3 separate regions of the Danio rerio genome follow, and all the other regions are linked to region 3. Evidence: chromatin contacts called from public Hi-C data. All regions are on one chromosome and are shown on one strand. The core of a region is the stretch at or near the end of the contact, and the rest is flanking DNA. Distances in the headings are between cores, read along the strand shown.

What was found. A called contact is a pair of places that touch in the nucleus more often than the background predicts.
Region 1: a Hi-C map of an unstated tissue shows a contact between it and region 3, with 5 times the contacts expected there. The contact joins the enhancer-like site here to the promoter of nek3 in region 3. A contact is called at or near these places in 7 of 18 Hi-C or Micro-C datasets (caudal fin, embryo, hematopoietic stem cells and 2 more) and 1 of 4 datasets of contacts at active chromatin or transcription factors (caudal fin).
Region 2: a Hi-C map of embryo shows a contact between it and region 3, with 4 times the contacts expected there. The contact joins the promoter of cog6 here to the promoter of nek3 in region 3. A contact is called at or near these places in 2 of 18 Hi-C or Micro-C datasets (both in embryo) and 1 of 4 datasets of contacts at active chromatin or transcription factors (embryo).

The regions. Positions count from the first base shown.
Region 1 is chr15:3,587,768-3,592,603 of GRCz12tu, reverse strand. It overlaps cog6 (component of oligomeric golgi complex 6), which reads left to right. Exons shown (of 19, transcript NM_001320347.1): 5 at 4,170-4,281. Among named protein-coding and RNA genes, the nearest start is that of cog6, 27 kb to the left of the region's middle. Within about 2 kb of position 2,538, at least 11 of the 62 cell types and tissues checked have an H3K27ac peak or open chromatin away from gene starts, as enhancers often do.
Region 2 is chr15:3,616,150-3,620,579 of GRCz12tu, reverse strand. It overlaps cog6 (component of oligomeric golgi complex 6), which reads left to right and starts at 3,030. Exons shown (of 19, transcript NM_001320347.1): 1 at 3,030-3,195. The coding sequence starts at 3,052. It overlaps LOC100334706 (lipoma HMGIC fusion partner-like), which reads right to left and starts at 602. Exons shown (of 4, transcript XM_073924316.1): 1 at 357-602.
Region 3 is chr15:3,752,546-3,757,656 of GRCz12tu, reverse strand. It overlaps nek3 (NIMA related kinase 3), which reads right to left and starts at 3,856. Exons shown (of 14, transcript XM_073924328.1): 1 at 3,329-3,856.

The DNA.
Region 1 (4,836 bases), core at 1,289-3,788, 160 kb after region 3:
CAAAGTCACGTCGATCAGCTGGTTTGTTTATAAGCTGACAAACGAGCGATTCGGTGCTGAATTGTGGCTTTAATTTGCGGTTTTCATGTATCTGTGTTTACACTCAGTAAACAGCTGTGAGTTCTCTAAACAAATGTTTTTAGAAATTGGACATTTTTAACATTTCAGTACCAACTGGTATCAAATTCGGTACTTTTGACAACCCTACAATGGAGCCCTCTTTTCATACACAAAAATTCTACATGGAACAGTTTTGTGTAATCATCAACATTTTTAAATCTAAGAAGGTCCAGAAACCCATTCAGATGCGGATGCAGATTCAGATAATGTATTATAGTTTCTTGATACCAGGGTTGTCACGATACTGGAATTCGGTACTAACTGATACTGATATTTTAAAAACGTTTATTTCCGTTAACATTTGAGCGTGTTCTTCCTCAGCGCTGATTTGCCATGGTTTTCACGCTCAACAGAAATGACTGTGATTGGCCGGGAATGTTATTGGTTAACCAAACTCACCCCGTTTACTGGGTGTAACCACAGATACAAGGACACTGGAGTGTTTCAAAGTCACGTCGATCAGCTGGTTTGTTTATAAGCTGACATACGAGCGATTCGCTGCTAAATTGTGGCTTTGATTTGCGGTTTTCATGTATCTGTGTTTACACTCAGTAAACAGCTGTGAGTTCTCTGAACAAATGTTTGCAGAAATTGGACATTTTTAACATTTCAGTTTCAACTGGTATCAAAATACTGGTATCGATACTTTTGATACTTTTAACCGTACAATGGAGCCCTCTTTTCATACACAAAAATTCTACAAGGGATAGTTTTGTGTAATCATCACCATTTTAAATCTAAGATGGTCCAGGAACCCATTTGGTTTGGGGAAGCAGATTCAGATAATGTTGCTTATAGTTCCCTTATACTAGGGTTGTCACGATACTGGAATTCAGTACCAATTGATACTGAAATTTAAAAAATGTCCACTTCAGTTAACATTTGAGCGCAGTTGAGCATGTCATTAACATTGCTGATTTGCCATTATGTTCACATGTTCAAAAGAAATGACTGTGATTGGCAGTGATAGTCATCAATTCACCGAACTCACTGCTGAGTGTAAATACAGATACAGGGACACTAAAATTCTACAAGGGATAGTTTTGTGTAATCATCAACATTTTAAATCTAAGAAGGTCCAGAAACCCATTTGGTTTGCGGATGCAGATTTAGATTATGTTATAGTTCCTTGATACTAGGGTTGTCACAATACTGGAATTTGGTACCAATAGTAACTGAGATTTTAAAAAACGTCCATTTCCTGCTTACATTTGAGCGCTGAGCGTGTTCTTAAAAAATATGTTTATTAAATAGTTCTAATTGCTACATATTTAGGTGTTTTGCAGTTGGTTTCATGTAATCTGTGAGTTCTTGTTTTCTTTTGTAATGTTCTAAATATGTAGAAATAAAACAAAAAAAGAAGTCTCAATGAAACAAGGTAAACATAGAGCCTGTCCCACTTAATAAAATGCCATGTGGTGCATAATTAGGTCAAAAGAAACTTAATACAGGTCTCATATAGGTCTATTATACTGTAAGATTACTTTCAACAATAACTACTGTTTTATGCCAGTATACAGTTGAAGTCAGAAATATTAGCCCCCTTTGATTTTTTTTTTCATTTTTAAATATTTTCCAAATGATGTTTAACAGAGCAAGGGAATTTTCACAGCTCTGATGTCTGATAATATTTTTTTTTCTTCTGGAGAAAGTCTTATTTGTTTAATTTCAGCTAGAAAAAAAGCAATTAATTTTTTTTTTTAAACAATTTTAACGTCGAAATCATTAGCCCTTTTAAGCAATTTTTTCTGATAGTCTGCAGAACAAACCGTCGTTATACAATAACTTGCTAATTACTCTAACCTGCCTAGTTAACCTAATTAACCTTAAGCCTTTAAATGTCACTTTAAGCTGTATAGAAGTGTCTTGATGAATATCTAGTCAAATATTATTTACTGTCATCATGGCAAAGATAAAATAAATCAGTTAATAGAGATGAGTTATTAAAACTATTATGTTTAGAAATGTGTTGAGAAAGTCTTTGTTGAACAGAAATGGGGGGGTGGGGGTAAACAGCGGGGCTAATAAATAAGGGGGGCTAATAATTCGGACTTCAACTTTATTATATTAAAGTAAGATTACTTTGGACAGTAACTGCTGTTTTATGCCATTATATAGGTCTATTATACTACAGTAAGAGGACTTTTATCAATAACTGTCAGCAGTAACTAAATACGAGCAGCTCCACAAAATGAAAGCAAGGTCCGAGTGCTGGTAACCTTTTAATGGTGCGAGGAAAGAGCTGAAATGAGCGAGGGCTGAATCAGCAGTGTCGTCTCTCTGAGGACAGAGTGTGACCTGACTACTATTGTTCTTATGTCATACTTTATAGATGCCCTTGTTCAATTGATGTCGCCTTGAGCCCTGTGCTAGTTTACTTTCTGTGTCCCGCTGCTGTTTCTGGCTAGAGTATGGCCGCCATCTTGTGTTGACTCAGGGTAATGGCTTTGGATTCAATTTAGGGAGACGGTTCTAAAATTCTGCCATCGTTTACTCACTTGTTCAAATCCTATTTGAGTTTCTAAAAATCCACCCCTCACTGTCAAAGGTCCAGAATTTGTCCCATACACAAACTCATTTGTCCTATTTTGACTGCTCTGCCATATTAAATTGTGAAAAAAAACTATCAAAGAAGGGTTTAAGACCAAGCAGAATGCTCTTTTGGCCATTACTTCAGCGTGACTGAGGAAAGTTGCATGTGCTGGCTAGTTTGTGTTAGCCTAATAAATGATAGGCTAGTTTTTCATTTAAAACTTGAACAGCATCCTTTTTTTTTAAAGATGTATGTAGTATTAAATTTGTAATTTAAAATTAAGTATCATTCTACGTTTTTTTATTCTTAAATCTTTTGGAAACCTTTTTGGTAGGCTCAAAAAATGTGGTTGATGACCATCTGACAAGCTAATCCAGCCAAACAAAAGTGCTTAAAATGTATTTAAACCCCAATCCTTACTGAAAAAAAACAGCTTAAACCAGCCCAGTCAGGTTGGCTGGTTTTAGCTGGTCAACCAGGCTGGTTTAAGAGAGGTTTTAGCCACTTCCAGGCTGGTTTCCAGCCATTTCTAGCCTGGTCTTAGCTGGTCAGGCTGGTAGATTACCAGCTAAAACCAGCTATGTGCAGCTTAAACCAGGTTGCCCTGCTGAAAAATCCAGCTTAAACCAGCCTAGGCTGGTTGGCTGGTTTTAGCTGGTCAACCAGGCTGGATTTAGAGGGGTTTTGGCCACTTTCAGGCTGGTTTCCAGCCATTTCCTGGTCTTAGCTGGTTAGGCTGGGAGATGACCAGCTAAAACCAGCTTGACCAGCCTGGCAGGCTGGGAGCCCAGCCAAAACCAGCTATGTCCAGCTTAAACCAGGCTGGTCAAGCTGGTTTTAGCTGGAATTAGCTGGTCATTTTCCAGCCTGATCAGCTAAGACCAGGCTGGAAATGGCTGGAAACCAGCCTGGAAGTGGCCAATACCCCTCTAAAACCAGCCTGGTTGACCAGCTAAAACCAGCCAACCAGCCTAGGCTGGTTTAAGCTGGATTTTTTAGCAGGGTGGTCAAGCTGGTTTTGACATAGGAATGGTAAGGGCAAATTTGGCCAGGATGCCGGGGTTAAACCCCTACTCTTTTCAAAGGACATTCTTGAGATTTTTTTATGACCATGACCTCAGTATAACATCTCATCTGCAAACCGGCACTCTCTAAGCAGAGTCCCCTTCACTATACTGTGGCATTAGATCAGACAGACCACAGGTTGAGCACCCCCTGCTCACTAACACCACTTCCAGCAGCAACCTAGCTTTCCCATGGGGTCTCCCATCCAGGTACTGACCAGGCTCAGCCCTTCTTAGCTTCAGTGGGCAACAATGTGAAAGTTGCAGAGACCTAGCTGCCAGCTAGCGTAGTTAATTAGACATTAGTTACTTATTTTTTATGTGTTTACATAGCACCTTTCACAGACAAGAAGCCACAAAGTACAGTAAAAGAAAACCGGTTAAGGTCCAATTACAAATAAAATTAAATGTAATCTAACCCTATGTATTTCTGCATGTCTTTCTCTCTTCAGTCATCGGTTGGAGGTTCGGGCTCAGGTCGCTCAGGCGTTCCTGTCAAAGTTTCAGCTGTCGGCCGCTGAGATGGCAACGTTACGCTCGGCACGAGATGGGCCTATAACTGAGGTGACCTCACATTATCCTACATCACAATGCAGATCAGTATTTTACATCACATTTTAATTAATCTGCACAAATGCCACTGAACCATGAGATGTGACTGGCAGAGGTCTTGCAGTCGTGATTTATAATTATACAATGTCATTCAAAAGTATAGGAATTGTGTTTAGTTTTGGAGAAGTTTCACCAAGTGTCCATTGATATGATGATGCATTCAGTAAAATAGTAATATTAATGCTCTTAAAATGACATTTTCTCTTTGATAATGCACTTGAATATTAAAAGAAATCAATATAAGATCATTTCAGGCTAAATAAATCTTAATATTTGACATTTACAGTTTTTCTTAGTCGCTTTGGTGCATTTCTCACAACACTATTTACAGTTGCACAACAGTTAATGCATTTCTCAAAACATTAAGTCATTTGTGCACATCCTAGTAGCAGTTTCTCATTCCTTCCAACAAATTGGAGATGCTTTTGGACATGCATCAATTGTTTTCATACAACTCTCTGCTATTTACAACATTATCATCTGCTTATGTCACATCAGTCAAAATTA
Region 2 (4,430 bases), core at 1,781-4,280, 140 kb after region 3:
TATGTTTACTTTATGTAAAATGTATATTTTAAGAGTCTTAAATGAGGTTACAACCACACATTTCCACTTTCATAATGTGAATATTTAGAATAACTCTCATTAATAAAGCTATATTCATAGCATAAACATTAGAATTTACTTAATTTAGTATTAAAGCTGCCTGTTTATTAATAACATGAATGTAAATATCCATAAAGTAAGGCTTTAAACATCTTATACTGACAGGAAAGAAGTTTCCAGCAAATGTAATCCTCTATTAATAGACACCTCTCTCACATAAAGCCATGCCATGCTAACATTATCATGCAAACCATGAATGCACCGAAGAAACATGGTGTAATGCGATAATAACTCACATGTATGTGTTTTGTGAGCGACGTGTGTTAACTGAAGCTTCATGGGATCCTGAAGGAGAAATAAACTTTATCCGCTGAACGGTGCGCGTGCAGAAAACGCACCTTAAATTCCTTTCAAATGGGGTCTGCTGGAGTCTGTTTATTTCGGTGTCAGTTCTGTCAGAAAACGCTGAAGTAATAATAATCCCAGTGTGTATGATAGGAGCCGAGGAGCGCTGAGCAGTGCGTGTGCGTGTGTCCCACACTGAGCGCAGCAGTGACTGAAGACTCGCTCACACACTCGAGGCTCCGCCCACCCGCACACTGCATGGGGATAGTCCTCTTCACACTCTACTCTAAGTAAAACTTAGTATATATACCCAAAAATTATATATATATATATATATATATATATATATATATATATATATATATATATATATATATATATATATATATATATATATATATATATATATACAGTTGAAGTCATAATTAATAGCCCCCCCTTTGTTTTTTTTTTCTTTTTTAAATATTTCCCAAATGGTGTTAAACAGAGCAAGGAAATGTTTACAGTATGTCTGATAATATTTTTTTCTTCTGAAGAAAGTCTTATTTGTTTTATTTCTGCAAGAATAAAAGCAGTTTTTAATTTTTTATGAACCATTTTAAGGTCCATATTATTAGCCTCTTTAAGCTATTTTTTCCCAACTGTCTACAGAAAAAAAAACATCATCATACAATAACTTTCCTAATTACTTTAACCTGCCTAGTTAACCTAATTAACCTAATTAACCTAGTTAAGCCTTTGCCATGAAGACAGTTCACAATATTTGATTAGACATTTTTCAAATTTCTAGAATTCAGCTAAGAGTTACTTGAGGGTAATTTGAGCTGAAACTTCACATTCACACTCTTGGGACACCAGAGACTTATTTTTGGTTGCCTTTAAATATTTGTCAAAGTACTGACTTCTGACCAGTGCAGAATAAGCAATTAGTACTTTAGTTCAGCTGATGTCGTGACAGAGAAGGTCAGAGGAGGCGTGCTGGTGTGCGACTGTGCGTGTGTGTGTTTGTGTGTGTGTGTGTGTGTGTGTGTGTGAATAACTGAATAACACTGAGAGTCACATCCTCAAAGACTCCACTCTCCTCCATCAGTCCCTCTGAGCACAAACAGCTCAAAGTCAATGGTTTCTGCCCTCGCGGGTGCAATATCTGCTGCTGGTGTGTTTATGCATCGTTGAGGGAACTCCAGTTTTCCCTCTGGCGAGGGGAAGTTAATGTCAAGACTGCTTTAAAGAAATGTGCTGTATACAATGTGCACAGTTATACTATATATATATATTTTTTTTACAAAACATTAAATAAAAGAAAAGAAAAATAACAAAAATAGAAAAGAAAAGAATACACAAATTTTTACTGTTTGTTCAACTTAAGTTAACTTAATTGTTTTGTATTACAATTGTTTGGAATAACTTTATAAATGTGTATCTTTTGTTTGTTTGCATGTTTGTTAGTTTTTTGGTTGGTTGAACTAACAAATAAATCCTCAAACAAAACTTTCCGTATTGTTACATTTTCATCGAGATCTAATTGTCCTCCTGAAAATAATTAGCTGCTTCCCACAGTGTAATTTCAGGTTTTAATATTTTTAAGAATACTTAAGCTATCATTATCCTGTCAGTAATAATAATAATAATAATAATAATACAGAAATAATAATATTCATTTATTCATTCATTCATTTTCTTGTCGACTTAGTCCCTTTATTAATCCAGGGATGCCACAGCTGAATGAACCGCCAACTTATCCAGCAGGTTTTTTGCCCTTCCAGCTGCAACCTATCTCTGGGAAACATCCACACACACATTCACACACACACACTCATACATTACGGCCAATTTAACCTACCCAATTCAGCTGTACCACATGTCTTTGGACTTTGGGGGAAAACGGAGCACCCAGAGGAAACCCACGCGAAGGCAGGGAGAAAATGCAAACTCCACCCAGAAACGCCAACTAAGCCAAGGTTCGAACCAGCGACCCAGCGACCTTCTTGCTGTGAGGTGACGGCACTACCTACTGCGCCACTGCCTCACCCTGCAATAATAATAATAATACAGCAATAGTAATAAATAATGATAATAATAATAATAATAATAAAATAATAAAAATCATAATCATAAAAATAGTCATGAAATAATGATAATAATAATAAAATAATAATAATCATAATCATAAAAATAGTCATGAAATAATAATAATAATAATAATAATAATAATAATCTTTCTCTAAGCAAGAACTTAATAATAATAATAATAACTTAATAAATAATAATGCAGCGATGATGATGATAATAATAATAATAATAATAATATTATTATTATTATTATTAATAATAATAATAATAATAATAATAATAATAATAATAATAATAATCTTTCTCTAAGCAAGAACTTTCTGCTCAAAAACGTTTTGCACTTTTTTTGCACTTTGCACTTTTGTGGCCTCTGATGTAGTATAATATTTTATTTATTTATTTTTTTTTGAGATGCTTTGTTTTTACCCTGCATGATCATGTGCGGATTTCTAGCACTCTTTCTTTCCCCCATCACCCTGCACGACTCATTACGCGGAACTAAAGTCTCCAGCTCTTGTAGTGGCGGGACATTTTTGATCGTTACTCAAAACATCTTCCTGGAGGTTGACGTGGATGATGTTGAATATGGCAGAGACCAAAGCAGATCTGACAGCTGATGCTTCCAACAGCAGCAATAATAATGTGTCCTCACAGCCCAACAATCCGCTGTCCAGAAAACTGCACAAGATCCTGGAGACGCGACTCGACAATGACAAGGTAACGTTATGTCTGTCTGTTAGCGCTCTTTTTCATACACTCATTGCACCTGTCACTGCCAGATATTCTGAAACGTGAATTACTAACCAAACAGCACGTCTTTATTGTCAGGCTATTTGCGTATTTTAGGTAATTTTCACTTAAATTATACGCCGTGCTGGATTACTGAGTCGATATAATAATAACCCTGCTGATAAATCCAGCTTAAACCAGCCTAGGATGGTTGGCTGATTTTAGCTGGTCGATCAGCCTGGTTCTAAGTTAGAGGGGTTTTGGCCATTTCCAGACTGGTTTCCAGCCATTTCCAGCCTGGTTTTAGCTGGACAGGCTAGGAGATGACCAGCTAAAACCAGCTTGACCAGCCTTGCAAAACCTTGCAAAACCAGCTATGTCCAGCTTAAACCAGGATGGTTAAGCTGGTTTTAGAGGGTTTTTGCTGGTCACTTTCCAGCCTGACCAGCTAAGACCAGGCTGGAAATGGCTTGAAACCAGCCTGGAAGGGGCCAAAACCCCTCTAAAAGCCGGCTGGTCGGCCAGCTAAAACCAGCCCAACTTCTTAGGCTGATTTAAGCTGGATTTTTCAATGAATCAGAACTGTATTTATCATAGGGACAGCTTATTTATTCATTCGGTCATTTTCCAGCGTAATCGCTAACTATTCCAGCATATGTTTGCAATAGAGGTGAACTTGGTTTTATATTCGCACATTCAGACTTTCCCCCCGAAATAGCGAAATCATATTAGCAGCCAATGACTATCAAAGTACAACACTGTTCACAGTCAAATAAACAGTGTTAATGTTATTTTCAGTTATACTTGCATGTAGGGTTGTAACGGTATGAATTTTTTACGGTATGATAATCGTCTAAAACAATACCACGGTTTGACGGTTTCGCGGTATACGGTATTAAATAGTAATTCTCATAGCAAAGACCCTGAAAAGAATAAGAACACGTTTTCTGACTGAACAAAGGTTTTTCTATGGGGGGAAAAATGCATTTATTTACTGACAGTGTATTTGCCCAAAAGGTCTGGGAATGAACTAAACAAAAAAAAGTGTTACAAAATAATAGAACAGTGAAGCAAATTTGACTTTTTCCAAATAATATATTTTCAGTTACTATAAACAACACCACTTACAATGAACAAATAAAAAAATAAGAAAATAATAAATAATGTGTCAAAGTCCAAATAAACATGGTGCAAATCCTTAGTAAAAAATAGATATAAATATT
Region 3 (5,111 bases), core at 2,607-5,106:
CTTGCTGCATAACAAATACCAAAAATTTAACAATTTTTAAAAAAATAATCACTTTCTGGCCATCGGATATTAGGCATGGACATATATATTGCGATCGTGATTTTCGAAAGCATTAAATTGCTTTGTAAACGTTTATTATTACCATTTGATGAGTCTCCCTTATACAGTTTGATTGAGCGCTTGGACCCGGACGTCACACTTAACATGCGGATATTATATCTCTAACACCTTTGTACGTTTTAAGTGTTAACTAAATTTAATTCGGTACTAATTGTCGATCTTTAATGTACCAATAAAGTTGCTTTAGGTTCGAGCCTGTACTTTTCGAAAAGGTAAGCACCCCAGTGACAGCTTTTCTACCTTTATTTGTGGGAGTGCTTAACAGCAGACTGAGGTTTAAATCTTGAGAGGGTTTTGAAAGGTCAAAATATGGAAAAATGTCAGAAAATGTAAAATACATTCACATGCAGTCGGCAGATTTTCTCATTGTTGTTATATTTGCACGCAAAATCATTATATATTATTAATCATTACATATTATATTATTCAATTATCCATTTTCCTTTGCCTTAGTTGCTGATTTATCAAGGGTTGCCACAGCAGAATGAACCGCCAACTCATTCATTAATTTTCTTGTCAGCTTAGTCCCTTTATTAATCCGGGGTCGCCACAACGGAATGAACCGCCAACTTATCCAGCAAGTTTTTACGCAGCAGATGCCCTTCCAGCCGCAACCCATCTCTGGGAAACATCCACACACACACACACTCATACACTATGGACAATTTAGCCTACACAATTCACCTGTAGTGAATGTCTTTGGACTGTGGGGGAAACCGGAGCACCCGGAGGAAACCCACGCGAATGCAGGGAGAACATGCAAACTCCACACAGAAACGCCAACTAAGCCGAGGCTCGAACCAGCGACCCAGCGACCACTACTTCGCTGAATCGTCAACTACTCTGGCATATGTTTTACACAGCAAGGAATGATTAAAATATTACATTATATTAGATTATAGGGCGACATAGTGGCTCAGTGGTTAGCACTGTCACCTCACAGCAAGAAAGTCGCTGGTTCGAGCCCTGGCTAGGTCAGTTGGCATGTTCTTTAACAGTCCAAACACATGCACTATAGTTGAATTAAAAAAACTAAATTGTCCATAGTGTATGTGGTTGTTTGAGTGTGTATGGATGCTTCCCAGTACTGGGTTGCAGCTAGAATTATATCCGCTGTGTAAATCATATGCTGGATAAGTTGGCAGGTCATTCCTCTGTGGCGACCCCTGATTAATAAAGGGACTAAGCTGAAAAGTAAATGAATGAAAACGTAGACAGTGCCCTCTAGTGGATTTGTCGTTTGAAACGTACAACGAAACATACCCGGAGAAGCATATTTTACATTTCGCTAAAATTTTGCACGAGTAACCGATTTCCAATGAGACTAGGCTGCATTTTTTATTCATTACCTAATGGTCCATGCTAATGTGCCGGTCATAAAAAAATACTTTGAGCATCCAGGAAGATTTTACTGGCACACATTGTAGACTAATGCATAACACTGAATCAAACGTCTCCAGATTACACAAAGTACAGCTGACATTTACAGCTGACCTTTCACTAATCTCCAAAAACCAAGAGGTATTTAATCCAAAGACAAATGTGAAATCTGAACTTTGGCCAAACGATGATATGCACGCCTTTTCAAATGTTTTATGCGCAAACAAGATTTATGGCAAACAGCATCGTCCTCCTTCAGGGAGCAGTTTAAGGCTTTATAGGTGTCATGAAAGCACGTGTCCAGCCTGAAGCAGAGCAGCCTTTAAACCTGATGTCTTTCGTCATCATGTCTTTCCGTCTTTCGGATGAGACGTTAAACCGAGGTCCCGACTCTCTGTGGTCGTTAAAATTCCCAGGATGTCCTTCGAAAAAGAGTAGGGGTTTAACCCCGGCATCCTGGCCAAATCTGCCCACTGGCCTCTGTCCATCATTGCCTCCTAACCCTCCCCATATCATGATTGGCATATCATCACTCTGTCTCCTCTCCACCAATCAGCTGGTGTGTGGTGTGCGGTCTGGCGCAAAATGGCTGCCGTCGCGTCATCCAGGTGGATGCTGCACACTGGTGGTGGATGAGGAGATTCCCCCCCCCATTGTGTAAAGCGCTTTGAGTGCCCAGAAAAGCGCTATATAAATGTAACGAATTATTATTATTATTATTATTATTATTATGATGTGTGCATTTTCTACGAGTGCTACCTTCATGTGCTGATATATGGCTGTTATAGAACATCGCGAGTTTGCATGATATTCTGCTTTCTAGATGCAGTGGTGGATTGTAATTAGTTTTACTTCACGTCTGTACTTAAGTAAATTTTAGAAAAGTATGACTTGTACTTTACTACATTGATAAACAAAATTAATAAACTAATAATGTTGTAGGCAGTGGCACAGGTAGTGCTGTCGCCTAACAGCAAGAAGGTCGCTGGGTTGCTGGTCGAACCTCGGCTCAGTTGCCGTTTCTGTGTGGAGTTTGCATGTTCTCCCTGCCTTCGCGTGGGTTTCCTCCGGGTGCTCCGCTTTCCCCCACAGTCCAAAGACATGCGGTACAGGTGAAGTGGGTAGGCTAAATTGTCCGTAGTTTATGAGTGTGTGTGTGTGTGAATGTGTGTGTGGATGTTTACCAGAGATGGGTTGCGGCTGAAAGGGCATCCGCTGCGTAAAAACTTGCTGGATGAGTTGGCGGTTCATTCCGCTGTGGCGACCCCAGATTAATAAAGGGACTAAGCCGACGAGAAAATGAATGAATGGATGAATAATAATGGTGTACATTAACTTCTCATGGAAATTTTCCATCTAATTCAAAACACATGCGTACGCCGATGAGTTTGTTCTTGAGCTCGTTCTTCTGTTAGTTTATTTGCAGTGGCGTAGCGCAAAATGCTGAGGCCCCCCTGCAGGGATCGCTGACTGGGCCCCCTGATGAAGTGGGGGGAATACGTCATACGTCAATTTGCATATCACTTACGTCATCACGTTCTACCGTTTCTGTTTGTTTAACAGCATATGGTTAATAAAGGGGTATTTATAATTGCACTACACTTTATATAAGCATGTTTATTTAACTAAATTTATTGCTGTTTGAATACAGTATGTCATTATAGATGTGTAGTGAATGTGCCGTAATCTCTCTCATGTAATAAACTCAGACAAGTTCAGAAACTGTCACTAAAATATCTGTGATTGTGAACAAGAAAAGAATAAACGGTCCAATTAAATTGTTAAAACAAAGTAGAAGTAGATCGGTTTGACTGTACAAGGGAAATACCTTCACACTGCCTGTGCTAAATCATTTGTCGTCGGTACGCAGAGGCGTGATCTGCTCTCGGGCTGCAGGTGGGAGAGGCTGCTGTAGAGGACTGACTGGGCCGCCTGTCAGTGCTGTGAGGCGGGGGAGGGGCCGGCGGCATCACACGCAGCTCGTTAAGAAGAGTAGGGACGGTACAGTATGGACAAATGACAGTCTAAAAAAAATCTCCAATAACACACAAAAAAGTCGCTAGATTTGTCGCTAGGGGGGTCTGAAAAGTCGCTAAATCTAGTGACAAAGACGCTAAGTTGGCAACATTGGCGGCAAGCAATCGCAATGAAGTAGTCCACCGCTTGAAAGGTGTTTAGAGAACACAGACCTGTGAACTTTGGTTCCGAGTTCCGACCACAGTTGTTCCCAAGAGTTTATTGAAAATCACGACGACGCGGGGCCCCCTAATCACGCGGGGCCCCCCCCGCGGTGCGTGCCCTGCGGGCCCGTCCGCTACGCCACTGTTTATTTGGAGTGTTCTAAATGAGCACCCGCAATCAAGGGGTTAGTAATTAGCATAATACACGCCCAAACCAGTTCCATATAAGGGCATTCTGCAATGTGGTGCTTATCTAGAGAAAATTATAAGAAGACAAATTATGAATTAAAGACAGACAATTATGGCATCAAAACAAGACAAAGTAAAATGGTGATGAAGGTTTTGATGTTGGGTGTGGATCAAACTTTTACACGCTTTGCTGACTTTAGAAAAGACTCTTCAAAAGAACAGAGCACTGCACTTTTTATTTTGCTCGCCAACCACACTGTATAAAGGGGCTTCATGCTGGAGCACGTGACGTCGGGTGTTTTTTTTTTTGTACAGAGATGACTTCCTTACTGCAGTCACACAGAGGCCTCCATCAAAACACAAGTCGCAGGAGGTGGTTAGAACGCAAGATGCGCAGAGTGCATATAAAAACCCACAAAATAGTTGATCTCATTAGAAAACCACTTTAAAAAGACTCCTGTCATTGCAACTAATGTAAACAAACTAATTAGGTGTTGTCATGGCCTGAACAGCCATTCAACAGGACATCAATGCGGATGTTTAATCGACGTTAGTCCTTTCGATTGACATTTTTGATGTTTTATTATGCTAGCCCATACTGTACCACTGTCTATTTGCTGGAGCGCGTGACATCAGGTTTTTTTTCTGCACAGAGATAACTTTTTTAACGGTAGTCACACAAAGCACTTCAAAACACAAGGCATTGCAAGTGGTTAGTATGCACGGTTCGTGCATAAACAACACACAAAATATTTGATTCCAATAGAAAACTACTTTAAAAAGATTCCTGTCACTGCAAAAAACTAATTAGGTGTGATCGTGGCCTAAACAGCCATTCAAAAAGGCATCAATGTAGATGTTAAATTAATGTTAGACCTTTTGATTCACATTTTTTATGTTTTATGATACTAGGCAACCACTCTGTATATCTGTCTTCATACTGGAGCGCGTGACATCAGGTGTTTTTTTCTGCACAGCGATGACTTTTTCTTACTGCAGTCACACAGAGCGCTTCATCAAAACACAAGTTGAAGCAGGTGGTTAGAACGCAAGATGCGCAGAGTGCAAAAACAATGAACAAAATAGTTGATCCCAATGGAAAACCACTTTAAAAAGGCTCCTGTCACCACAAAAAATAAATAAATAAATAAATGAATTAGGTGTGATCGTGGCTTAAACAGCCATTCAAAAGGGCATCATCAATGTGGATGTTACATTGATGTTAATCCTTTTAATTCACAT